Regions from separate parts of the Mus musculus genome. Here all the other regions are linked to region 1. Evidence: chromatin contacts called from public Hi-C, HiChIP or PLAC-seq and promoter capture Hi-C data. All regions are on one chromosome and are shown on one strand. The core of a region is the stretch at or near the end of the contact, and the rest is flanking DNA. Distances in the headings are between cores, read along the strand shown.

Region 1 (2,552 bases), core at 29-2,528:
TGAACCAAATAAAAATGACCTTAATCATGTCTAAAAGGTTCTGAAACATATTATAACCTAGTATTATACAAGTGAACTAATCCAAATTTATTTTCCCAACCATGTAGACACACTACATAGAGCACACCTACTTGTTCAAGTGGGACTGTCTAAAATACCTTAAGAATATCATGGCCTAAAATATGCCTTGTTTCCTCAGTAACTTATAACCCATCAGTTTCTTGCCTTCTCACTCTTAAATCTATGGGTAGCACGTGGCATACAAAAAAGAAGTCTGGTGCGATGGCACTATAATAATTTAGGATATGTGCCATACAAGCATACTGTTCAAATACTACCAATGTTCTTTGGTTAAAATCAAACTGAAATTTCTTATACATAAAAGAACGAAATAACTGGGTTTTTACAAAGTATTATACTTACTATTTCTTCCAAACCCTTCACATGGAAAGAGCCAAAGGTTTTCAACTTGGAAACAAATTTAAGGTGATATGCATCTCGCTAGCAGATCTAAAAAGATGCTGACTAGCTAGCACACTAGCAATCCCAGTATTGGGATTTCCTCTGCGGACGCAATTACCGGTCCTAGGTGAAGCAGGCAGGGAGGCAGATTGGCTTCTGCCCTCCGCAAGCTCACACTTCCGAGGACTACGGGCCGCATGCTGCCGTCGTCAAGGCAACGACCTCACTCGGTCCCCAGCCATAGGCAGTCTCCAGAGAGAGAGAAAGGGCCCGAGTCAGAATGCGTCTGCGACAGGCAAAGACACAAGCACCTGTCAAGGACAACAGCTGCAGAGAAACGAACTGAGGAAAACAGAGCACCGCCGGCCGAAAGCCCTCGGGTCGCTCAGCTCAGGGAAGCAGCACCTCGCCAAGTAGCCCTAGGCGAAGGCGTTGGCCACCCTAGCTGCAAGGGGCGGCTCTCACCCGCCTGGTCCCGCCCCGCCTACGGCGGAGCCTCCCTGATCCTGATTGGCTGAGGCCTGTCGTCAGGCGTTGTGATTGGCTCTGTGCCACCCCGCCCCGCCCCTTCACCTGGAGCTCGCAGGTTCGCTCAGCTGACGGCCTCGTCCCCACACCTACGGTCTTAAGTTTGTAGGGACCTTTCTGCCGGCGCCAGGAGACCTCTGCTCTCAGGGGACCGCAGGTTGCCCCAGTGGCCACGAGGAGAGCCAAGGTGACGGTTCGCTGGGACTGAGGAGACCATGAGATTTCCCAGCTTGCCCGCCCGCGGCGCGGCGGGGCGCTGCGGGGCGCGGGCCCCACCCGGGGAGGTTCCGCCCAGCCGCGATTCCTCGCTTCCTTTCGGTTCCGGGCGGTGGACCGGAAGAGCCTAGTAGTTTATTTAGCCGAAATTGGTGGGATGAGATCTGTTGACAGACCTGACAGGAAAAAGGACCCTGGGACGCCAGCCTGGTAGGGAAAGATTTGGGGTGGAGCCCAGAGAGGACCAGAAAGCAAGAAAGGTAGGTGCTGACTGCAAGCGGCGCAAGCTGGAGCTTAAAGCTTGCCTTCAGCTTGAAGACTAGATTAGCCACGACAGGGCAAGATCGGAAGACCATTACCAAGCATATGCTGACGTCGTACGAGAAGCCGGGAAATGCTTTATCCCTCCTTATTAAGGGACTGAGATTGTAAGGCCAAATAGTTTTACTTGTATTCACCTATAGCCACACAATTTGTACTCAACTAAATATGTTTTTTTTTTTAATAGCTCGATCCAGGAAAGTATCCTTGATAACAGACACGTATATGCCTAGCCAGCACCCAGGGGTTATTCTTGCATAGTAAGGTGTAAGAGCAATTGTTTTATAATTTTTCTTAGTTCGGTACTGCATTAATCTCCCGGTGCTCAGTTACCATCATTCACCAAACTGCTTAAAATCGAGTTCCCGAACCTACAATTTTGAGAACCACCTCTGGAAACAGGGTATGGGTTTTTGGTTTTTTTGTTTTGTTTTGTTTTGTTTTGTTTTTTTGGGGGGGGGTTGTTTTTGGATAACCCAAGATGTGAGTTATAATGTAGCAATGAGCTGTGACCAACTTGAAGATAATTCCCATCGCTTTACTCTAGATTGTAACAAACCCCATGAGGTTTAAATAGAAAAATATTTATGAGTGTTCTGCCTGCTTGTATGTCTGTGCACTGTGAGCGTGCTTGGTGCCCACAGAGGTAAAAGAGGGCGTCAAGACCCCCTGGAACTGGAGTTACAGTTGGTTTCTGATTGCCGTGGGTCCTCAGGAAGAGTGACAGGTGTGCTTGGCCACTGAGCCATCTCTCTAGACATTCATGTGAACTTTTATGTACAAACAGGTTTATTAGGGTGGGAACCTCATATTTTACTTTTTTCCAGTTTTACAAAAAATAAACAGTTGAGTAGCAAAATTAGTGGTATACATGGGAACTGAAAGGACAAAGGCTATAAAAATGGTGAACAGGTGTTGCTTGAGAAAATATTTAAAAGTTGGAAATAACTGTAAAGGAACTAGAGGGTAGTCAAGAAGTACAAGTTCCTTTGGGAAATAGGGTAGTTCAGTGATGGCATGCTTGC
Region 2 (2,552 bases), core at 32-2,531, 510 kb before region 1:
TATCTTATGTGAAAAAAACTATTTCCAATAAAAATTAAAATTATTTTTAAAAGAGCTCATAGAAAGGAGGTTTGCCAGGCCTCCCTGTTGGATACAGAGATAAGATCCACCCTTTTAACAAGTGACTTGGGATTCTTCTAGAGAACAAGGCAGTATGGGTAATCATGTCATGAAAGGCAAAGAAGCACATACATCATCCTTGGTGAATCAGTCTCTAGAAGGGAAGACCTGCTGAGTCCCTCCAGGACTCTGCTATTGCTACTGCCTCGTGCTGCACATCTCTCTCCACTGTTTTCTACTGACCAGAATTTGCCAACTTGAAAGCTCTCAGATTTCTTTGAGTTGCTTGAGTGTCTCAACCACTACAGAACAGATGCATGTCATAGCTTCATGCCCCTCCATTCCATGAACCCATGGGGCAAATGTTCAATGCTTGTCAAGTTGCACTAAAGAAACTGCAGCTCAGAGATGTGGAGTCCAAGATCTCACAGCTGGTTGTTGGCAGAAGGTAGACTCATGTTTTCATGTAAACATTAAATTCCCTGACTTCGAGGGTGGGAGGGAAGCCCTTCCAACCTTGCCCTTTCTCCTTCAGAGTGAGGTCTCAAAGGCTTATAGTCACTTATTTAAATGATATATTAACACAGATCAACAGAAAGACATTGTCCACTGCCACTCACAGGGATATAAATGATCACAGAGCATCGGCTTTCAGGAAAAGTAACACCTATATAGAGTAAACAGCCAATACATACAATATCATAAGCATCAAACATACAATGTCAATTGTGTGAATTTAGAGTTGCTCAAAGATGGGTACCCTACGGACCTAGAAGATACACACAAGACAGAGAGGAAGCTTGGCAGAGCCCAGTGGCCTGATGACACAGGAGCAAGCAAGATTTAGAAAGGAATTATAATTGCTTTGCAAAGATGCTTGCTATGTTTGCACAGTCACACCACCAGCACATTCTTAGGGAAGAAAATTCCACTCTGTCTAGTCGCGTGAACACAGCAAGGACTGTCTCCTGAAGACTCAACGAGTAGAGCTAGTGCTAACCTTTATGGGAATTTTTCGAGAAAAAGGCAGTCCAGGCAATCCTCTGAAAAAATACATTTGTTGGGGAAAGGGAAAAAAAAACGTTTAAGTTTTGTTTCTGTATAGGTGTGTATTCTTGTTTAAACACAAGATTGCTCTTGCAAACCACAGCTTAACCTTTGAAATGTATCATAAAAACAGCCTATAAACCAGCCTGAAATTCCGGCATGCATGTGAGTCAGGAGGGGAAAGTATTAAGGCTCCTTAGCTGCACACATAGTGAGTTGGGAACCAGTCCCGGGTGCGTGAGACTCAGTCTCAAAACAATAAAACGACAAACAGACAAAAATCAGTTGATGATATTGTTTTAAAAATACACAGTCATGTACATATCTCCAAGGTAAGTATAAATGATTCCTCCAAAACTAAAAATCAAACAAACCCTCCAGAATGTAGCAGGCCAGCAAATGACAGCTTTTGATAGCAAATTTCCTTATGGAGATGGAGGAAGGTGCCAAACCTAGTGGTTGTCATGGGTGGCCCCTCTCTCCTCAGCCTCACCAGCATCTGTGGTGTAAGGGATATATCAAAGGAGCTTTCCTTTCTGGGTTTTTAATGTCACTAAAAAAGACACTTTCCTCCTTTGAACTTGGGACACCAGAGATTTGTTCTGGTGTCACCAACTAAGACTAGAGTCATTCAGAAGGAAGTAGGCCCTCCTGGGGCACTGTCGTCTATTGTCTTCATTGTCCAGCAACAGAGGTTGCAAAAATCAGTCTGGTCCCTAAACATTACTCCCTGCAAACTCCTGGGAGCTTCTTGTCCCCCTGTCCATGCCAACCTGCCAAGCTTGGTATAAATATAAACTAGCTTATTGTCTTCGTTTCCTTGGGCTGTGTAATAAATTACCACAAAAAAATTGTATGGCTTTAAACAACAGCCATTTATTCCCTCACAGGTCTGAAAACTGGAAGCTGGAATCAAGGCTTCTGCTCTCTTGGAATCTTTCTTCCCCCTTCCAGCTTCTGATAGCTCGGGGTCTTACTTGGCCTATGCTTGCTTATTTATTTATTCCTCTTGATGGCAAAAGACTGAGGCTGTGTAGATCAGATATTTCTCCATCTCAATACAGTGGGGATTAAAAAACAGTATTTTTTTAATTTTTAAAAATTTTTTTAGGTATTTTCCTCATTTACATTTCCAATGCTATCCCAAAAGTCTCCCATACCCTCCCCTCCCCCACTCCCTTACCCACCCACTCCCACTTCTTGGCACTGGCATTCCCCTGTACTGAGGCATATAAAGTTTGCACGACCAATGGACCTCTCTTTCCACTGATGGCCGACTAGGTCATCTTCTGATTCATATGCAGCTAGAGACACGAGCTCCAGGGGGTACTGGTTAGTTCATATTGTTGTTCCACCTATAGGGTTGAAGATCCCTTTAGCTCCTTGGATACTTTCTCTAGCTCCTCCATTGGGGGCCCTGTGATCCATCCAATAGCTGACTGTGA
Region 3 (2,552 bases), core at 23-2,522, 390 kb after region 1:
CCTTCTGCTAAAGCTAATGTTTTAAAAAATATTCGGTTCCCAACTTATCATTTGGAAGCTGTGCTCTGTATCATTAAATGAAAATCCAACCAAGGTGCATTCTAATTCTTTAAGGCTTTCCAAAACCCACATCTTTTAAAGCAGCCAAAACTTTAAATATATTTGATTTGATCTTAGGAAATAAACCCCTTTCTTTATTAGACAAGTGCCATTTCTTCCCCCAAACTCTAGGGACATCGGAACATTCTTGGACTCCAGCCCCCATACTCGTTACACACATGACCCCAGTATCTACCTGCACTCGCCAGACTGTTACCAAAATTGAACGGAGTCGCCGAGGTAGTAGAAACACCGAAATTCCCAATATTAAAGTTCACTGCAGGGTTAGCGGTTAATCCGAAACCCCCAAAATTAAACCCACCGGCGGTGGAGTTGGCAGTCTCAAGCCCACCAAATCCTGATAGTCGTGGAGGCAAGAGAAACAAAAATTTGAAAAGGTGAGAGGAGGGAAAGAGAAAAGGAGAAGAAAGAAAGGTAAGAATTACAAGAATCAGCAAGAGGTTTCACAGCGTGAACAAACCTGACCTGCACCGGATCAGGGGAAGAAAGCCAAGGTGCGGACAGACAGAAGGAGCGAAGGGCAGCACGGGCGGGGGCCGAGCATCCCCCCCCCCCGGGCTGGGGAGGGGACAGAGGGAGCTGCGGGCAGCCTGGCTCCAACTTTACCCGTCTGGACCTTGAGGCTGAGACGGACGAGGGGACGCGGGGTCCCGGGAAATGAGAGGGGCGTAGCCTCCGGCCTCTCCTGGGCGGACACCCCAATGGCGGGAAGCACCGCGGCGGCCGAGCCACGCGGGTTGAGCGTGCTGTGCGAGCCCCAGGCTGAGCCTGAGCAGCCCGCGGCCCTCCCACCGCCACCGCCGCCGCCACCACCGCCACCGCCCTCTCCAAATGACTCCAAGGTGTCCCGAGTGCCAGGGCAACCCCGGGACCCCCCAGCCGGACCGATCGGATCGAGGGGGCGGGCCCGAGGCTTTGGTTCCTTGGAGGAAGAAGGTAGGCCCAGGGCTGACTCACCCGCCGGTGCCGCGGTGGCTGTAGAGGTGCCCGAAGTGCCCGAAGGAGCCCCAAAATTGAAAGCCATGTCGCGGGAGCAGCACTTAGATGGCCCCGGGCTCGCGCGGCGCGACGCCCAGTGCCCTCCGCTCTTCTGTCCGGCTGGGAACCGTCAGGCGGTCCGTACCATTAGTTCCGCCTCCTTCCCGGTCTAAGCGGAGCAGGCAGGAACCAAGCAAGGATGGAGTGGGTGGGATGATCGAACGGGAACGCCTACCACCGATCACTTCCGGGGGTGTGTTTGTGGCTTTCACGTGGTGTGGGGCGTCACCACAAAGGGGAAGTGATGAGAAGTTGGACATGGGGTGTTGTATGGTGGCTCTCTGAAGCCACTTTAGAGAAGTGACAGTGTGCAGGGACCGCGTGAAAGTACTGCCCTTACCTCTGAGGAGCGGTCCTTCCCGGAGGAAAGGAGGTTTGAGTAGATAAAGCAGTTGAGAAAGAGGCATTCGAGAGTGATGGAAAGATGATGGCGATGGTGGTAACACGTGTGTTAGCTATGTGGAATGCACGCTAGTAATTGTTTTTGCATATTTTTTTAAACCCCCAGCTGCGTTTCAGACAGTTTACTACTATTGTCATTGACCAAGAAGAAGGGCTGACCTCGATGAAGCAAATGGGCCCACTAACTGGTAAAATCTGTGCCCTGCATCGCACTTCTGGGGAACATTTAATCCTCAACTACACAGAGAAGATTTCTGTCGTTGACTAATTGGCACAGACGAGACAGGAGGACTGAGGATTAGAGTTGCAAAGCAGCATCCCCAAAGTCACTTCGCTGGTTTTTCTCTACTTAGCCCCGATTCTTTTCTCCTTTTAAAAATATTTATTGTACATGGCACTGTGTTACATTAGGACATCTTGATACAAGTTTATGTTGTATTTTGAATATATATTCCTACTCCTAAATTTTCTGTCTTCTCCCTGTCTCTCCCATTAGTTCCCTAGTAATTTTACTTCATTTTCCATGTCATATGATTTATGTGTTTAATTAAACCTAGGAATCATAAATGAATTTTTTTCCTTCTGTGACTGGCTTAATTCACTTAATAATGTTTATCTCCAGTGATATTCAGTTTTGTGCAAATGACAACATAACTTCCTTCTTAGGGCTGAAAACTCTTTTGAGTATATACCATCCTCTGTTTCTGATCCATCCCTCTGTTGTTAGGCAACTAGGTTTGTTAACAATTGTGACTAATGCTTCAGTAGAGATTGATATACATCTATGTGATAGACTAACTTGGAGTCCTTATAGACATAGCTGGGTCATGTGGTAGATCTAATTTTAGTTTTCTCAGGAACCTCTTTGCCCCATTTTGTGTGTGTGTGAGAGAGAGAGAGAGAGCACATGCATGTGTGGGAAGAGTGTATACACACATATGTGCACACGTGCCTGAAGGCCAGAGATTGACATGGGTGTCTTCCTAATTTAC
Region 4 (2,552 bases), core at 17-2,516, 340 kb after region 1:
GTTCAGTGAGGAACCCTGTCTCAGAAAACGAAATGGAAAAAACACTGTGACCAAAAGCAACCTGGGGTCATCTTGTTCATCTCTAAGGGAGGTTAGAGCGAGAACTCAAGCAGGGCAGGAACCTAGAGGCAGGAACTGATGCAGAGGCCATGAAAGAGGGCTGCTTACCAGTTTCCTCATGGCTTGCTCAGTCGGCTTTCATTGTGGGACCACACCCACAATGAGCTGGATCTTCCCCAACCAATGAATTGTACTAGGCTAATGGGATCTCTCTCTCATTCTCTCTCTCTCTCTCTCTCTCTCTCTCTCTCTCTCTCTCTCTCTCTCTCATAGATTTGTTTATATGACTACACTTTAGCTGTCTTCAGACACACCAGAAGAGGGCATCAGATCCCATTAGGAATGAATGGTTGTGAGCCACCATGTGATTTGCTGGGAATTGAACTCAGGACCTCTGGAAGAGCAGTCAGTGCTCTTAACCTCTGAGCCATCTCTCCAGCCCAGGGGGCCAGGGGTGGGGGGTGTGTTTTCTCAATTGAGGTGCCCTCTTGCCAAATGACTCTAGCTGGCATCAAGGCGACAGAAAACCAGCCAGCATCTGTCCTTGTTCAAAGAGTGTTCTAGATGCTGGCATCCCCAGCTTCCTTCCTGCCAGTGTTCTCGGTTGGACTTTCATTGGCCTTCGTTTATCCTGAGCAGTTGTTACCTGATTGGGTCTGGGGACACACACATAGTAGTGACTGCCAAACCAGCTTCAGTACTGTGCTCAGCTTGTTTGTGTGTCTCAGTGCCTGGCGCAGTACCTGAACCGCAGTCAGCTGGTTGAGTGGTGATAACCATCACTGTTGACAGTGTTTAACAAGTGAGCCCCCTTGCTGTGGGTGTCATCTAATAGAGGACAGTCCAGCCTTCCCTCTAGCATATGAGTGTCAAAGGCTCAGTTGTTGGGAACTGACCACCCCGCCACCCTACCCACCCAGTCCCATTCCCCCAACTACACACACACACACACACACACACACACACACACACACACACACTGCTCCAAAGGAGTCCAGGGCTGGGTTCAGAACTGAGCATGCTCTGTGGCGGGGGACATTGCTGTGGATTCACAGACCTCTTGGAGACTTAGTGTTAACAGCAGTGGTTCCAGGGCAGAGTGTGGCGACCGACCGGATATAAATAGCAGGGCAGAAGTTGACTAATGAGCCACTGCCAAGCTACCACTAGGGGTGTTATAAAAAGAAAAGCATTCCCAGGCAGCTCACTGTCAACAACATCCTATCCTGGAGGGAAGTTCTCCACAGCAGAGTGGGAATCCGGTGTGAGACAGGGCATCATTTAAACTTCCTGCAGAGGCACAAACGCCAGGTAAACATTTTGATTTATTTGCACCCAAACTGCAGAAAGGAAGACCAGGGAAACCCTGGCCCACGGCTGGCTTGGCACGTGCTGCCCATGGGTATTCCTTAGACTTTTTGAGAGGGAAGTTTGACACAGAGTAGCATCTTAAAATAACTACAGATATTTTAATAGCTTTAGATAAAAGGACTGCTTTTGAAGACAGGAACCTGGGACCTGGATGGATTACAACAAGAAAGACTGCCCTTCCTTCCCCTATGCTGTTTATTATCTCATTCAGAATCCAGATGATGATGTTTGGTTAAAAAAAAATACAGGAAAATAGAGGCTTCATTTGAGTTACAGCAATGGCAGCAGCTTTGCTGGAGCATTATGTATGTGAGAGACCGGAGGCTAACAACCTGTGTCACTGGTTGAGTCGGTTAATGGCTCCGGATAGCTTCAGCCAGTGAGGATTCTTGCCCTCCTGTCTATCCCTTACGCTGCCACAAATACCGGAATGGGTATTGGGCGCCCAGCCAGGACAATGATAGAATCTTGTTAGAATCACTGCCTTCGAAGGGCTCCTGAGTCTGTTCCTATCGTCAGGACATTCCACACTGGCTCGACCTCTGGCTTGTGTTGATTGTGAAGAGTTGGAGGAGGGAGGTCACCTCAGGCGAACAGCTTTGTACTGCTGCTGACCTCATGTCTCCGCTCCCACCCAAGTGGGCATGCTCTAACTTGCAAAGCGAACGGAAGAGCGGAAGCTTCACATGGGAAAGTTTCTAGACCATTCTTAGAAACTGGGAGTGAGAATGAGAGCATGGTGGTTTTAGTTTGTGTTGTTTCCTGTGAGTGCTCAGGGGACATTTAGAGATTGGGAGGAAAAGGTCTCTCTGGAGGGAGAGGTCTGTCTAGAGTTATGTGGAAGTAGACTTGGAAGCACTAAAGTTCTCTGCAGTTTTGCATTGACATCTCTAGAACAAACTGTTAGACACCTGGATAACATTGAATGCCTCTTATAGTCATAGGAATGTATTTGATAATCACTGCGACTATCACAATATCTATCCAGAATGAAAAAATATGCAACATCACCTTATCCAGTTCCGTTTCCCTAAACCCTCTTTGTTAAGTTTACTGAATTAACGTTTTTCATTCTAATCCAGACGTGAAAAATGAAGATGGGACATTTTGAAATGGTCACC
Region 5 (2,552 bases), core at 18-2,517, 330 kb after region 1:
TTTTGATTAAGTGTTCAAATTGGACCAATCGCATGCCAAAGACTTGGTGCTCATAGGTGCTTATTAACTGCCATACTGGACGGGAGGACCTAGTGAGTGCACGCATTGCATGTTTCGTGTGTCCTGGCTGCCGCGATGCTCACTCTAAAGTAGCTCAGGGTGAAGGACAACAGCAGGAACCATGATTTTGCTTCACAGAGCTGACGTTCCAGGTGGTCCCGAGCCCCCACTATGAGTGCTGAGAACTGAACTCGGGTCCTCTAGAAGAGCAGTTTGTTCTCTTAACCACTGAGCCATCCCTCCAGCCTCCTAAACGCCACGTTCTGTCCTCCCAGTGCTATCGGCCTCTTTTGTTGTTATTTCTCAAGTTGGACTATATTGGCCACCTACTTAAAAGTTTCCCATTGAATTTAAAGGAATATCCCAGGAAATGAGTCTAATTTCTGTCTTTTTTTTTTTTTTTTAAAGTATTATCTGTGTGGTCTACTGAGCTTTCTGTTCCTGTAATAAAACACTATGACTGGAAGAACCTGGGAGGAAAAGGGCTTATTTCCGCTTATAGGTCACAGTCTGACATTGAGGGAAGCCAGGGCAGGAGCTCAAGCAGGCCCTGAAGCAGGACTGTGGAAGAATACTGTTTCTCCTCCCCACTGCCTTGCTTCTCGCTCACTTCAACACACATCCCAAGACTTCTGAGGAATAGTTCTGCCCACAGTGGGGTGGGCCCTCCTCACATGAGCCAGGAATCAAGACAGACCTGACCACAAGGCAGTCTGATGGATGCAGTTCTTCAGTTAGGGTTTCCCTCTTACCAGGTCGCATTAGGCAGTGTCAAGTTGACAATAAAAACTTAGCCACACAGTGTGGTCCATGTGAGCTTTAGCAATGCTTCGAGATGACTTGTTGACTTTAAAACACCAGGGCTGAGGGTGCAGCTCAGAGGTAGAACGCTTGCCTAATGTATCTGTAGGCTCTATGATTGAGTCCCAAAATTCCCTGCATAGTTTCCGGATCTAAAGAGATGAATGCACGTCACCTAAGTATACCGTTAACTCTCCATTCAGTAAGTTTCAGAAATGCACAGGGACCCCCCCCCCCCCACCAAATGTCAGTGCCAAGGTCTTTCCTTCAGTTCAGTTGCGAAACGTGGACCAGAAATGGAAACTCTAACATCTCCTTTTATTAGAAATCAGCGTGATGTAACAGGATCCTGTTTGAGGTTATAGAAGACGGATGACTCACTCCTATGGAAAAGATTGCCAGAAGTCCAGAATAACGTGCCGGGACTGAAGAGAGCGATAGCCAAATGCAGATCCTGTAACCTTATGGCAGTACAACACCTGCTGTTCTTTTCTATAACAACACAGTCATCTTAGAGAGCGTAGTGAATTTTGTTATTGTTAAGACATTACCACTGTGATTTCCTGACATTACAATACTGACCCAGTAGTCAGGAAAACCCTATACACTGTGTTCAGAGTGTCTGTCAGACCCTGAGTAAGACCACAATGAAGGAAACAAATAGAAACTAGAAAGAAATCATAAAAACACAAAAGTCCACGAAAACACAGAAAAAAAATGTGCATTTTTTTTGTTGCCTAAAAGAACCCCAAAATGAGGGTGATTTTTGAAGAAGAAGAAAAAAAAAGTTGTTTCTGAACTTAAGCTTAATCTTCCTATAATTTGACATAGAAAATGTTTTCAAAACCCGCATTCCGCTTATGCTGTCTGGTATCTGAAATAGATCTGTCAGGGGGTCACATTTTATAAGCACCACTTCGTGTTTGATGTGTGCTGTCCCAGACATTACAGCATTGGGCATGCGCACAGGAAGGAGGGGCCGTTGCAGTAGTCCCCACTGTCTGACTGACCACCCCATGCTTGAGAGAACCATTATGAGTCATGGTTCCCTGCCTTGCCAGCAGGGACAGAGTCACAGCTGCGGCTCAGCTCACACACACAGGCTGTGCTGAACGTCTGGTGCTAAAGGGACTCACTTTAGTGTCTGAAAGGGAGAGGGAGAGAGACAGCTTTCAGCTCCCAGAGATCGGAGATTTAAAAAGCTGTTTATTTTGTGTGTTCGCATGTTCACATGTCATTGCGTACACATATATATGCATGCAGAGGGCTGAAGTTGATGCCGATCGTCTTCCTGAATTCCTCCATTTTATTGGTTTAGGTGGGTTTTCTTGCTGAACCCAGAGCATGCCAATTCCGGCTGGTCTAGTTACCCAGCTTGCCCTGAGGATATCCTTAAGGATGCCCTGGCACTGGGACTATGGGAGCTCTGTCACATCGGCCTGGCTTTTATGTGGGTTCTGGGATGTGGACTCCAGACCTCATCTCTGCCAGGCAAATATCTGCTGCATTGAGCCATGACCTCAGCTCCTGATAAACGGGTATTGAGAGTTAGATCTACTGTACCTGTTTACACTGTCTGGTGTCAGCTGTCTCCAGCTTGTTCCTGCCCTTAAGAGACTCTTATTGGCTGTGTTAAATCTACTGTGTGGTTTGCTCTGTTAAGCTGTGGGTGGTTTTGTTGTTGTTGTTTT
Region 6 (2,552 bases), core at 37-2,536, 310 kb after region 1:
TTACCCGTGACAGGTATAATAACTGCTCCACTTCTAGACACTAGGAATGTATGACCTAAGAAGGCACCTCAGTGTCTGTGTAAATGGAGAGACAAAGGCACATGCCGGTGCCATGAGTTTAGGGCAGATGCCCCACAGCAAAGCCCAGGGCAGGCGCTGCTCCCCAGACCACCATTTCCTGAAAAAGCAACATCAAACCTACCTTTTTTGGCTAAACGCTTTCATTAAATTCTTGATGGTCTTAGATTCCGGATTCAGACATCTCTGCTCATCATTCTTTTTCATCGTGGCACTATAGAAATAAGAGTGAGATACTCAGATTAACGTCAGGCCAACAGAGCTGATGGCCCTGCAGGTCCATGTCAGAGTTCAGGCACTGTGCCTTAGTTAGAGTCACAGACCCGTCCCTATCTTTCCTGGTTTCCCTCACTTATTTACTGTGTGGTTACGGGAGGGACGTTTATCGGCAGGTGGGCTTGTACTCACATGATCTCAACACGTGGGCAGGATAGGCTCGCAGGGATGATTTCAAGCTTCCCTATGGCCCTCATTCTCACTGGCCCGTCATCGATATGGATGCAGTTGCAGCGGACCGTCCTTGCGAGAGGGATCCCTGCAGGAAGAGAGGGGGAGAGCCAGGAAGGTCAGCACACGGTTTCATTTTAGGCACTTAAAATGGATGAGGTAGTGTTTAGCAGACCCTGTCTGATCTGTGGAGAGACGCATCCCATCGTATCATAGGGCTGAGTGTTTGAATATCTTGGTCATGGTAAAGAGAGATCTGCAACTTGTCAGTTACGAAATCCTGCATTTATGCACTGCTCACAGTATTGGTTAGGCTCAGGCAAGGAGGCATCCGTGCCTTACCCCATCCCACTCTTTCGCCCTTTCTCCTGACTCTCTCTTCCCTCCTTCTTCCTCCTCCCTCCTCCTTTTCTCCCTTTCTTCCCTTCTTCGTTCCTTTGCTTTTATTCTATTTTTCTCTGACTTCAACCAGCCTATGATAAACTCTGCAAGCTGAAGGGATTTCTTCCTGCTTCCCTCTTCTTTATAGGTACACACATTAAAGCTTAAATACATGCTGTGTTTAGAACTGAGCTTAATCGTCTGACTTCTGACTTCGTTAATTAAATGGCCTTGGTGTCCCTTACCTTGAGTCCCACTCAGACCCAGCAGGATGAGGCAGAAAATGACGGCAGCACTTGGGTTCATGGTGCTGATGGGGAGGCTTCCGGAAGGTTGGCTCGGGATGTCTCTCAGCGGTGGATGAAGCGCTTCTCGAGTGCCGGCTGCTGAGGAGTATTTATCTGCAAAGAGTTTCCCTCCCTGAGTCCTGATTGGCTGACTTTGGAGATGACTCAGCAAGGCTCCGCAACCCGAGGGAAGTCCCCTGTAAACCGAGGGCATTGCTTGTGTTTATTGTGACCCATGAACTTGGAATTTCCCTCTCCCCTCTTGTGCTCCTTTTAATTTTTAACGAGTGAGGTAAGTTTCACTTTCCAAAGCGTGAGCTGTTTGAGAAATCAGATGCAGTGCCTTGCAGAATAAGTCTGGAAATGGCTTTAATTCTCATCTTCCTTCTCTCATAAATAAAACACAGAACTGATATCTAAGTCAGGTTCTAACCATGGTTTTTACATTTGTTGTGTTTACACTGTTTATTTTTGCTTTTTACTTCATATGCTTTATTATAAAATACTTGGAATAAACTTTAAAAAAAAATCACACGCCAAATTTAGCCAGATCCAAAGTCTATACAACTTAGTGAACAGTTAGAGCAGGCATTCAGAACAGAAGCCGGAAGTGTCACACTAATGTTTACAAGTTACAAGAGGAATTGCAAAGCTAATTGTTGCCCCGTGCTGATTCTCTCAGGGATGCTTTGATTGTCTTCTTTGTGAGTGTGTGGTTACAGGGTCAAGGATGAAAGTGAGTGTGGATGTCACTCTGCACAGCACCCAAGGCAGCAGATACCTGGGACCTGGAAGAGTAGGTGAGGTTACATAGATCTCGCATAGAGGTGACAGTGATGAAGGGGATGGAGGTGACTCATCCTGGGAATGGGACAGGAGCCTGGAGTGTACCGGTTCAAAACTTGACAACAGAGGCCAAGAGTGAAACCTGTACCCACCAACGGGAACTGGGAAACAGGAGCTGTCACCAGAACAGGAAGGGAGTTGCTGCTTGGGAAAGATAGAAATTTCTAGAGAGCAAAATCCACATTGATGTAGTCCAAGGACTAGAACAGAGCTAAGCTTTCAAGGGAGCAAATCACGGGACAGCCGTGGAATCTGGAAGGACAGACAGAAGGGAATGGGGGCAGAGACAAGCCAAGAGACTTTCGTTTTGCAACCTTCTGCTGGGAGAAGGCTACTGTGAGAGGACGCCATGAGCAGTCTCTCCCAACCTGCTTCTGCAGAATAGACGCTGCGCTGTAGGAACCTCAGAATTTTAGAGTGGAAAGAGGTGCTGAGCAGTTTTACATTAAACAATAAAGAAAGATACATGGTGACAGTTTTATTTTATTTTGTTATTGTACAAGTTCTCAGTCA

What was found. A called contact is a pair of places that touch in the nucleus more often than the background predicts. HiChIP or PLAC-seq counts read pairs in DNA pulled down with a chosen protein or histone mark. Capture Hi-C pulls out chosen DNA fragments and counts their contacts.
Region 2: a FOXA1 HiChIP or PLAC-seq map of pancreatic cancer cells shows a contact between it and region 1. The contact joins the enhancer-like site here to the promoter of Cdkl2 in region 1. A contact is called at or near these places in 5 of 39 promoter capture datasets (the 3T3-L1 cell line, cranial neural crest, frontonasal cranial neural crest and 2 more), 4 of 115 datasets of contacts at active chromatin or transcription factors (bone marrow-derived macrophages, pancreatic cancer cells and stem cell-derived neural progenitor cells) and 1 of 9 other capture datasets (pancreatic islet).
Region 3: a contact with region 1 is called in a promoter capture Hi-C map of liver. The contact joins the promoter of Nup54 here to the promoter of Cdkl2 in region 1. A contact is called at or near these places in 7 of 39 promoter capture datasets (cranial neural crest, embryonic stem cells, frontonasal cranial neural crest and 3 more), 6 of 484 Hi-C or Micro-C datasets (CD4 T cells, CD8 T cells, embryonic stem cells and 1 more), 2 of 115 datasets of contacts at active chromatin or transcription factors (effector CD8 T cells and memory CD8 T cells) and 2 of 9 other capture datasets (adipose tissue and liver).
Region 4: a Hi-C map of cardiomyocytes shows a contact between it and region 1, with 1.7 times the contacts expected there. The contact joins the promoter of Art3 here to the promoter of Cdkl2 in region 1. A contact is called at or near these places in 5 of 39 promoter capture datasets (the 3T3-L1 cell line, the C10 cell line, hippocampal neurons and 2 more), 1 of 484 Hi-C or Micro-C datasets (cardiomyocytes), 1 of 115 datasets of contacts at active chromatin or transcription factors (bone marrow-derived macrophages) and 3 of 9 other capture datasets (adipose tissue, liver and pancreatic islet).
Region 5: a contact with region 1 is called in an H3K4me3 HiChIP or PLAC-seq map of bone marrow-derived macrophages, with 3 times the contacts expected there. The contact joins the enhancer-like site here to the promoter of Cdkl2 in region 1. A contact is called at or near these places in 6 of 39 promoter capture datasets (the 3T3-L1 cell line, the C10 cell line, hippocampal neurons and 2 more), 2 of 115 datasets of contacts at active chromatin or transcription factors (bone marrow-derived macrophages and memory CD8 T cells) and 3 of 9 other capture datasets (adipose tissue, liver and pancreatic islet).
Region 6: a promoter capture Hi-C map of adipose tissue shows a contact between it and region 1. The contact joins the promoter of Cxcl10 here to the promoter of Cdkl2 in region 1. A contact is called at or near these places in 1 of 39 promoter capture datasets (liver), 1 of 115 datasets of contacts at active chromatin or transcription factors (memory CD8 T cells) and 2 of 9 other capture datasets (adipose tissue and liver).

Annotation. Positions count from the first base shown.
Region 1 is chr5:92,041,764-92,044,315 of GRCm38.p6, forward strand. It overlaps Cdkl2 (cyclin-dependent kinase-like 2 (CDC2-related kinase)), which reads right to left and starts at 1,279. Exons shown (of 14, transcript NM_016912.2): 1 at 1,036-1,279.
Region 2 is chr5:91,532,025-91,534,576 of GRCm38.p6, forward strand. The region is part of intron 1 of Parm1 (prostate androgen-regulated mucin-like protein 1); the gene reads left to right. Among named protein-coding and RNA genes, the nearest start is that of Parm1, 16 kb to the left of the region's middle. Within about 2 kb of position 1,282, at least 16 of the 459 cell types and tissues checked have an H3K27ac peak or open chromatin away from gene starts, as enhancers often do. A contact at or near this core is called in pancreatic cancer cells, where this site is marked.
Region 3 is chr5:92,433,927-92,436,478 of GRCm38.p6, forward strand. It overlaps Nup54 (nucleoporin 54), which reads right to left and starts at 1,273. Exons shown (of 13, transcript NM_001359995.1): 1 at 1,078-1,273; 2 at 296-457. The coding sequence starts at 1,144. Gm42114 (a long non-coding RNA gene) reads left to right here and starts at 685. Exons shown (of 2, transcript XR_880431.3): 1 at 685-1,056; 2 at 1,667-2,143.
Region 4 is chr5:92,385,621-92,388,172 of GRCm38.p6, forward strand. Art3 (ADP-ribosyltransferase 3) reads left to right here and starts at 1,267. Exons shown (of 10, transcript NM_001370591.1): 1 at 1,267-1,371; 2 at 2,514-2,552. The coding sequence starts at 2,523.
Region 5 is chr5:92,367,379-92,369,930 of GRCm38.p6, forward strand. It overlaps a transcript of Art3 not described here. Among named protein-coding and RNA genes, the nearest start is that of Art3, 18 kb to the right of the region's middle. Within about 2 kb of position 1,268, at least 64 of the 459 cell types and tissues checked have an H3K27ac peak or open chromatin away from gene starts, as enhancers often do. A contact at or near this core is called in bone marrow-derived macrophages, where this site is marked.
Region 6 is chr5:92,347,603-92,350,154 of GRCm38.p6, forward strand. It overlaps Cxcl10 (chemokine (C-X-C motif) ligand 10), which reads right to left and starts at 1,287. Exons shown (of 4, transcript NM_021274.2): 1 at 1,152-1,287; 2 at 487-613; 3 at 203-292. The coding sequence starts at 1,212. It also overlaps a transcript of Art3 not described here.